2 separate regions of the Rattus norvegicus genome follow, and region 2 is linked to region 1. Evidence: chromatin contacts called from public Hi-C data. All regions are on one chromosome and are shown on one strand. The core of a region is the stretch at or near the end of the contact, and the rest is flanking DNA. Distances in the headings are between cores, read along the strand shown.

Region 1 (4,512 bases), core at 782-3,281:
ACATATACATATTTACTTGTATTGAGTAAGAGGACAAATTCTGTCCTAGTCACACTGATCTCTTCAAAGAGTCATTTTCTGCGGGTCAGTGGAACCAGAAGTTGGCTTCTCCAAACCTCTGCGAGGACATGAGTGGGCAGCAGGTGGCGCTAGAGTCCTCATCATTGTCGGGCTGTGTTTACACCCAGCGTCCTTAGTTCTCACCATTCACCCGGGTGACTTCTTTTGAGTCAGATTCTTCGCCTGTGGATTTAGAATGAAGAAAAGTGCCAAAAAGGAAACAAAAGGCTGACCAGCGACTTGGTGTGTGAAGGTCAACAGACAAGATCCAATGCAGGGCCGGAATGTGTACCTGCTAACCATATAAGACTGACAGCATCCTCATGCGGGAGGGAAGATTGTGCCCGTCATAAGAGGCAGAAACAGGGCCCAGAGAGCTCTTCTAGAGAAACAGGAAGGCAGTACCACAGAGATAACAGTACACAGTGTCCTCCGCAATGCTAGTCACAGTAGAACGGAGATGTGAAACTCTCCAGGTCAACAGAGGGGACAGCTGGGAGGGGTAAGGGACAATAGGGAGGGTATGGGCAGTAAACAGTACTTACATGTACAGGCTAGCAAAGTGAGTTAAAAAAAAAAAAAGCAGCCAGCGGTGTAGAGGCCACCACCACCAGAGTTATGCCGAGGCCAGCCCTGGAGCCTATAGGAAACCCCGAAAGAACAGAGAGCAGGAGTCCCTGTGCTAATCCTCTGCTGCTAATACCTCTCACCCTTTTGTCATCCATAAGAGCAAACTAAACAAAAAGCAGCAGCCATGCTCTGGCGTCCTCCTGTGACCCGAGGCATCACAGGTATGGATAGCCCTGCCTATAGTCATGTCTCCTGTGGAGGTTTGGAGGTGGAATGGTAGGGGCAGGTAGCGACATATCCCTGAGAGTGTGTGGGAGGAGCCCCCAGAAGGTGTCCCTTCTGTTACTTACGTCTGTCATTTTAGAGGGCCGCCACCAGAAAACATCCATTGAAATGGCATGATGCTCTGAGACCTAAACCCCACCCAACCCCAATGCTCATGTGCTGAACTCTTGAATCCCCCACAGCAGCAGTGTCCAGAGGTGAACACTAGGAGGTGACTGTGTCCTGGGGGGACTCTGATCTAATGGACAGGTTAACTTGCTGATAGAGATGGAGGTTACTGCTACAATGAAGAGGTGGTCCAAACGAAGGAGGTACAACACAGAGGGAGGCTGCAGGCTATTGGGTCCGTGTCCCCACCCTGGTTTATTTCCTGACGAGCAGCTATGTTCTACCGCACACTCCCAATGTGCTGGTCACTGTGGCCCTTGCAAATGACTGAGCCAACCATGACAGAAGCCTCGGAAACCATGAGCCAAACTAAGCAGTTCTTCTATTTTGGTCCATCTGGGGCATTTGTCACAGCAACGGAAGGAACTTACCACAGTCCAGATGTGATCTGACGCTTAAGTGAACAGGATTTGAGCTGTTGGATTTCACAGAGAGGCCAGCAGGGGGAGATTTTAAACTCTTGTATCTGTAGGAGTCTGTAGCAAGGGGGACCAGTAGGGGAAACCCAAGAGTTTCCTGTAAGGCTGAGGGGGTGGCTTTCCTAATCATCTGATCCAGGAAACCTGAGCTACTAAGATGTCTAGCTCACTACACACACACACACACACACACACACACACACACACACACACACACACACTCAACAGATATCTCTGAACCTAATTAGTCATTCCTAGGAAATTAAGAAATAACAAGGGACCAAGGGTCTCTTTTTCATTAAATCCATGTGCTTGCCAGAGGCGAACCGGGGTCAAAGCAGACTACCGAAGGAGACAAACACTGCAAACTGAATTGTGCTGACCCCGATGGTTACAAAATCACAAGCTGTCGTTTGTATGACGAAGACATAAACAGGCAGGCGTTTTGTGACTGGCTTGTCTAGCACGCAGTTAGTGGCCTCTGACTGTGGAATTTCTGTCAAGTATTCAGGCCACTATTTTTCCTTTCTGTTTGAAATGACTCTCAAGTGAGACCGTGGGTTATTTATAACTTGGTTACCGCACGGTCTAAATAACACTGATACTGTTAAGCCCTAGTTAGCTAAATAACTTATGCCTCTGATGACTTCTAACCATGACTTGTCTAGAGTCAGGGCCTGGTGTTCCAACCATCAGATGCTCTGTCCCACTGTACCCCCTTAGCATGTAAAGGGAGGGCCTCTTACCAGTCCGTATTTAGAAAGCATTTATTGAACAGATGTTGATGGATTAAAATTTGAGGTGTAACCTTTCTGATGTAACCTGCGGGCTATGTGGACCACATTCCCTTCCGTTTCTGTCACACAGGATCTTTCTGGCCTCATTAGGCTTGCTAAGAGTAGGAGATTACACGTAGAGACGTGCTTTTTTTTTTCCCGAGTTTCCAGATGCACATATAGAGTCTTACATGTAATAGTTCAATTATTTACCAATTTATGCTTTTATAACTTAAAAATTGTTTTTGGAGACAGGATCCTCATATGTTCCAGGCTGGCTTGGAACTCACTCTGTAGCCAGGGATAGACCTTCAATCTCTGAGCCACCTGCCTCTACCTCCCAAAAGCTGGCATTGGGGGTGCGCACCACCATGCCCTATTTCCACAGTGCTGGGCATCAGAGCCAGGGCTTTGTGCTCGCTCGGTGAGCAGTCTCCCAGCTGCACCCAACTCTCACCGAGTACTTTGATGTGCGTATATTTCAATGAGTCAGGCGGCCATTCTCAATACTGCAACACAGTATTGCCTGGATTGCCTGGATTCTTATAGGCAGGCTACTGATAGATGGTGCCACGGGGCCAGAAACAACCAGAAGTAGAACAGAGGTCTGGGTTTGTATCAGGTCCTCCATGCCAAAGCAGCAACATTGTCCAAAACGGGGAATGGAAAGGTCCCAGCTGTTTATGTTGTTCGTAAAAACCCCCGGGAAGATGCGATGTTTGATTAAACGTGTATGTGTGTTATGTACATTGTTGTTGTAAAAATATAAAAATAAAAAGTAGAGTTGCCTTTTACCTCGCTGGGTCCTGTACTGCGGTGCCCAAGGTATCTGCTAGATATCTTGGCAGAAACACATCCCAGCCGCACTTTCCTACACTCAAACCCCCACATAAAAGGACACACAACACAATAATCTTTAACCCAATTGGTAAGATATAATTGCCCACTTAAACATACAAAGCCCGGTACCATGCATCCCTAGGAACATTAATAACAACCTGTAAAATACACAGAGCAGAACCTTAACATCACCTGCCATGGCTTCTCACCCTCTCCTCCGCTGTCTCCTCTCTCTCCTCTTCCTTCAAACTTCTCTCCCGCCCATCCTTCCTTCTCCTCCAATGACAGGCCTCCTTCTATCTTGTACCTGCCCCTCAACTGTACTTTACAAATTCAATGGGGAGAAGGTTCTGGTGAAGTCACCTGATTCCTGAGTATGTGACTAGGCAGCTGTCCTTGGGGCAGTGGAATTAGCATCAAAATACAGATAACTCAGGGGAAACCACAAAAGTATGTGGTTCTGTGGGGATATATATGTGTGTCTGTTGGTGGTAGGTGCGCATACATGTGTGTATATGCATGTGTACACACACGTATGTGCATGTGTACATATGTGGGATGGCCAGAGGTCAATTAGGGTATCTTCTGCTCTTGTCTTCACCTTGTTTTTGTAAGAAAGGGTCTTTCACTGAAGTTGGTGTTCCTGGATTCAGCTAGGCTTGTTGACCAGTGAGCTCCAGGGATTTCCTGTCTCTGCCCTGTGATCGTCCTACACTGCATTTCAGACACTGTCACTACATCCAGCTTCTATCTGAACTTGGGTCCTCGTACTTGCCAACTGAGCCATCTCTCCAAACCGATGCTACCTTAGCGGAGAAATGACTCACTTCTATTTTCTTCTGTCTGTCAACTTAGATGTATTTTTAAAAAATCATTTTTTTTCTGCAACTGCGTCACTGGCGAACTCCCGGCATTAGTCAGCTTGGTGTGCTGTGACAGGGCACTCCAGACTGGATGACTGACTCCAGGCATGGAATCTCTCTACTCTGGGTGTTGGGAGTTTGAGGCCTGTTCCTTGGCTTGTAGATGTGCCTTTCCCCAGTTAGCCTCTCTGTATCCAGATTTTTGTCTAATCAATCACAGAATCTGGGCTCTTTCTGGGAACCTCATTTTTAGTCCACTACCTTGGAAGAGCCCCTTAACTGCTAACCCAGTCACTTCTGAGATATCAGACATTACAACCACAGTAAATGAGCAGGGCAGGGTTGGGACCAGGGGAGAGAGGGACTCGATCTAACCCGTGCTATCCTATTCAAGTGTAATGTTTTTGTCCAAATGTCACTGGGAAGGAATTTTAAGGCGAAGGAGCAAATTCATTTTCTCTTGAAGCTCTGGGGATCACCGCCACGGAATTCACCTAACTAGGTCCATCAGTAAGTGCCTACAAGACTGTG
Region 2 (4,489 bases), core at 20-2,519, 270 kb after region 1:
GTGTAAGGAGGGAGGGGTGTGAGGGAGGAGGGAGGGGGTGTGAGGGAGGAGGGAGGGGTGGGGGGAGGAGGGAGGGGTGTGGGGGAGGAGGGAAGGAGATGTGAGGGAGGGGGATGTGAGGGAGGAGGGAGGGGGTGTGAGGGAGGAGGGAGGGGTGTGGGGGAGGAGGGAGGGGGTGTGAGGGAGGAGGGAGGGGGTGTGAGGGAGGAGGGAGGGGGTGTGAGGGAGGAGGGAGGGGATGTGGGGGAGGAAGGAAGAGGGACAGAAGGGGCAGGAAAAAGGAAGGATACAAAGAGAAGAATGTAGAAAGGAGAAAATAGGAAGGACGGTGAAAGGAAGGAGAGGTTTGGTTAACTTTTGTGGTCCCTTCTTTCTGAAGTGTCAGAGAACCGGGTGTCTCCCCATTTTCTTCTGCAATGCCAATGGTGCTTGGCTCTGAAGTATTTTCAGACAGAAGCGTCTTGAAGAGCAAGGCCTGTGTGCCAGGCCTGTGGAGGCCCTGAACACTGCTCTCTCTTGTCCTCCCATCTCCCCGCCCCCCACCGCTCACACACACTGTCCATTGTCGGTGCTAATTACTGGCCCACTCCAATGGAGCAGGAGGCTGTGTTGATGTTACACTAACAGTTTATGCTTGACAAGCTCTCTGTGCATGTAATAATTACAGCATATTTGTCTTCGGTATTTCGCAAGCATTCTTTCTGGATAATACTGGCAGGATTAAGTAATGGTTTCTCGCCAGCGTGGTTGCTCAACGGCATTAAACACCGATGGAGGGCTATGACGTGCACAGCCTGGCTCCCCCACCCCTACCCCTCCGCCTCTGACCTTCTGCTTTTCTTACGTATAAAATAATCTATTGTAAGCCTCTGCCTATTGTTCTCATCCCAGATGCCAGGAAGTACTTCAGGAAAACATTTTGCTTTGGTGTTAAAGGACGGCCTTTACAGTGGTTAGGAGTAAGATGGGCAGGCAAGACACCAGGCTGCCAGCAACCAGGGACTTCAAAGTCTTCCTTTGGGAACTGGGGGGGGGGGGGGGGACGACTGACATTTATTTCTGCTTCTCGGTATCCAACTTCGGTATTGGCAACGTGTGCGTGGTGGGGGGCATGGTTGTGATTCTGTCTTAGAAAAGGTCAGCGGGAGACACGACACTGGCTACACTGTGCAGCCCCGCACTATGATCCCAGACTCGTGCCCGTGCTCCCGAGCCTGTTACACAACACAGCCCACAGCCTCAAGGCCATTTTGCACAAGTTTCTCCTTCCCCAAGTTTACAGCCTCCTGAGATCATTAACTCATGACATAATTCTCGCCCACAAACACGGGCCACTCAAACAGAGCAGAAAATTCCAAAATAAAGCACTTCAGAAATAGCGAGGCATTTTTGGACTTTTTTTTTTTTTTTACCCTTCCTGCACGACTCACGACTTTTTTTTTTTTTTTAAGCCACTGAGTGAAATAGAGAAGCCTACTCGGGGTTTCTTTTTTAAGCGTGGGAGTTTGGTGCGAGAGGGTTCCTGTGGGAACCCTCTCTTCTGCAGTGTTTTGATTTTACCTGTGTTCTAGCTCGCCATTGAAAAGCCAGGTCCACCGCTCTGTCTGACAAAGCTAAGGACTAAAGCACAGTGGCCTTGGCAGACGTATTCGGAACCACGAGGTGAGGCCTGACGTGTCTCCACACACAGTGGAAAGTTACTGCGGTGGCTGTTACCGAGTCCACAGGACCAGGAAAGTAAAGTAAATGCCATGCCGTGGCCGGCTTTTAATGTTATCAAGGGAGTTTGGCCCTGATGCGTCAGGAATCTTTGTTGTGAGTGGCACAAGTTCAAACGAAAGTGGCCTGGATCAAAGAAAATGTCACTTGGCCTGCAACCCTCAGCAGGAAAGGGCAGGACCATGGGGACAGTAGAACCGGGCTCTCAGGGCTGGAGGGACACCCTGTGTTTCCTGTCATGCCTAGTGGCCAGGGTATGGCTTCACTCTGGTCTGGTTTTACACGATGGCAACTTCCAGCCCACTGGAGATTGGAACTCAGGTTCCCAGGCACGCAGGCACTTTATCAACTGAGCAGTCTACCCCAGTTTTTTCCGTGCAGTTCTAAGGGTGACCTTGGCTCACAGCAGAACTCGGAAGCTTCCGTAGCCTCTGTCACGAGGGGAATGGGAAGGAGGAGGTGCTGGGAGTGTAAAAGCCCTTGGTCCAATGAGAACTTAGACCAGCTAGAAGTTTGAGCCACTGGTGGAGAAGCAGGTCAACCATGGGGACAGGACCCAGTGGAGGTGTCAACCTCTGAGTCAGAATGTTGGTGGATGGGGGCACGCAGAGACATGGTTCAGATAGACTGGCTGGGGAGAGGGAGTATTTAGACCCAGCACCTGTGGCCCAGCTTTCCCCACCCCTGCTCAGCCCAGAAAGAGTGGTATTATGACCTCTCTGGATAACTGACATGATGTCATGGGTAGCCCTAGTTACGCCTCTGCTCTAGGTTAGGAGGACAGTGTGGCGGACATTTGCCACCCTTAGCTGTGGTTCTGTCAGCAGCCCAATGGAACCTGGCTGGGTCTATCTAGGTTCCTGGATCTTGCATTTCTCTGTTGACCTCTGCGATCAGATCCTCCAGTGGGCAGCTTTTGAACCCCAGGAAAGCCCTTGAGTTGTCTGGTATCATCCCTGTTGCTACCAACGGAATAACTCCTCAACGTGCACTCTCGCTGTCTCCCAGTGTTTCAAGAGCGGTTCAAGAGCTTTGCAAAGCTCTGGCTTACCCTTATAGGCTGTTTTATGTGTTTTCTCCGCTGTCAGTGTTACGTATTATGAACTCAGTGAGGGGGAAGGGGAGCTTGGAGAGAAGTTGTGGGACTTTCAGAGCAAGGCAATCTGACCCAGCAAATGAACTTCTGCTAATAGCCTGGACTGTTTCCTAAATAAACTTCTGAGGAAGATAATTCAAGGCACCCTTTCTTTCTTCTGAACAGTTTGCATACCCCAAAGCTATGTGAAGTAGGAAGTGCCCATGTCCCCTTTCCTGAGCTCCTGTCTTCAGTGCTTTCCTACAAAGAAGAGGCTTTCGGGTAATCTGATTGGCCAAGGTTGGGTGGGGTTTGCAGGTGGAACAGTGGCCCTGCAATTCAGAAGGCCCTGGCTGCTCCCTGTGTCCTCTGGAGCGCTGCACACCCATCTCAGCCTCACAGCAAGTGAACACTGAGGGTTCCTACCTGCCTGGGCCCAACTTTTACATTCTGGCCAGTAACGTGCTTACACACTGACTTTTGAGCCACCCTCTAGAGAACTGCATTCCAGCTCCTCATAGCCCAAATATTTGGCTGGAGAGTAAGGACAGCAAATCCCCTTAGCTGAGGCTACCTATGTGCACCCCTGGTGGCTGAGGCTACCTATGAACTGGCTGCACTGTAAGACCGGTGACAAATGTCAAGCTGCTTCCAGGAACACATGCCCACGAGAAGTCATGGGCCACGGGGCTGTGCTCTTGGCAAAGACAAGCTCCACAGAACAAAGCCCTCAGACTCTCACTTGAGAATGACTCGTGTCCCGGCTCCCCCAAGAAGAGACTCTGTGTGTGTGTGTGTGTGTGTGTGTGTGTGTGTGTGTGTGTGTTATGATGGGTGCATGCACACTTATGTATGTGTGCATGTGAGTGCTGTGTGTATGTGATGTATAGATGTGATATCATGTATGGGTGCATGGGAATGGTGTGTGTATGTGATGTATACATGTGATGTGATGGGTGCATGCATGCTCATGTATGTGTGCATGTGAGTGGTGTGTGTATGTGATATGCACATGTGATATCATGGGTGTGTGCATGCTCATGTATGTGTGCATGTGAGTGGTGCGTGTATGTGATGTGTACATATTTGCATATGTGTTGGAACATGTGGAATGTATGGCAGGTGTGTACCCATACACGTGTGAATTGTGAACTGAGAATGTGCATGATTTCCTTCCACAGTCGTTTTGGAAAACAGGGCAAACACAACGCCTAGAGGCTCCAGCGTGCTGGTTCCTCACTCATGGGATATTGCAATCTCATGACATACAGGAGGGGTTCTGCTGGGATGGCACAGGGGCCACTGACTGCGTAGTGATGGCAAACTCCAGGGTTCCGAGACACCGGTGGTGTGTCCTTGCTACCCTGAGGAGCCACCCGCAGGGCTGGGTTTATTATCTGGGCTGTAAAATCTTAAATGCCCGTCACTAGCAATTTAATAAACAGTCATGTGAGGATCAGCCTTCTAACCTGGAGGAGAGCCGTGCCACCACAGATGCGGGTTACTCAAAGGGTGGACATCAGCAAGTTTAGCAGGGCTCAAATCGATCTGGACCTGTGGCCAGGTGGGCACACCTGCCTGGCACCACGATCTCCCACCCCGTGCCCTGCCCCCTTACCCTGATGCTACTTGCCCCCAGTCTGAAGAGCCCCACCTCTTAGGGGGGACTGTCTGACTCTTCTAATGTTACTCATA

Evidence for each region. Hi-C and Micro-C count contacts between places; a contact is called where the count stands out from the background.
Region 2: a Hi-C map of the A7r5 cell line shows a contact between it and region 1, with 9 times the contacts expected there. The contact joins two enhancer-like sites. A contact is called at or near these places in 2 of 12 Hi-C or Micro-C datasets (the A7r5 cell line and mammary epithelial cells).

The regions. Positions count from the first base shown.
Region 1 is chr17:12,309,295-12,313,806 of GRCr8, forward strand. No RefSeq gene overlaps it. Among named protein-coding and RNA genes, the nearest start is that of Nfil3, 120 kb to the right of the region's middle. Within about 2 kb of position 2,032, at least 11 of the 93 cell types and tissues checked have an H3K27ac peak or open chromatin away from gene starts, as enhancers often do. A contact at or near this core is called in the A7r5 cell line, where this site is marked.
Region 2 is chr17:12,584,647-12,589,135 of GRCr8, forward strand. No RefSeq gene overlaps it. Among named protein-coding and RNA genes, the nearest start is that of Auh, 110 kb to the left of the region's middle. Within about 2 kb of position 1,270, at least 48 of the 93 cell types and tissues checked have an H3K27ac peak or open chromatin away from gene starts, as enhancers often do. A contact at or near this core is called in the A7r5 cell line, where this site is marked.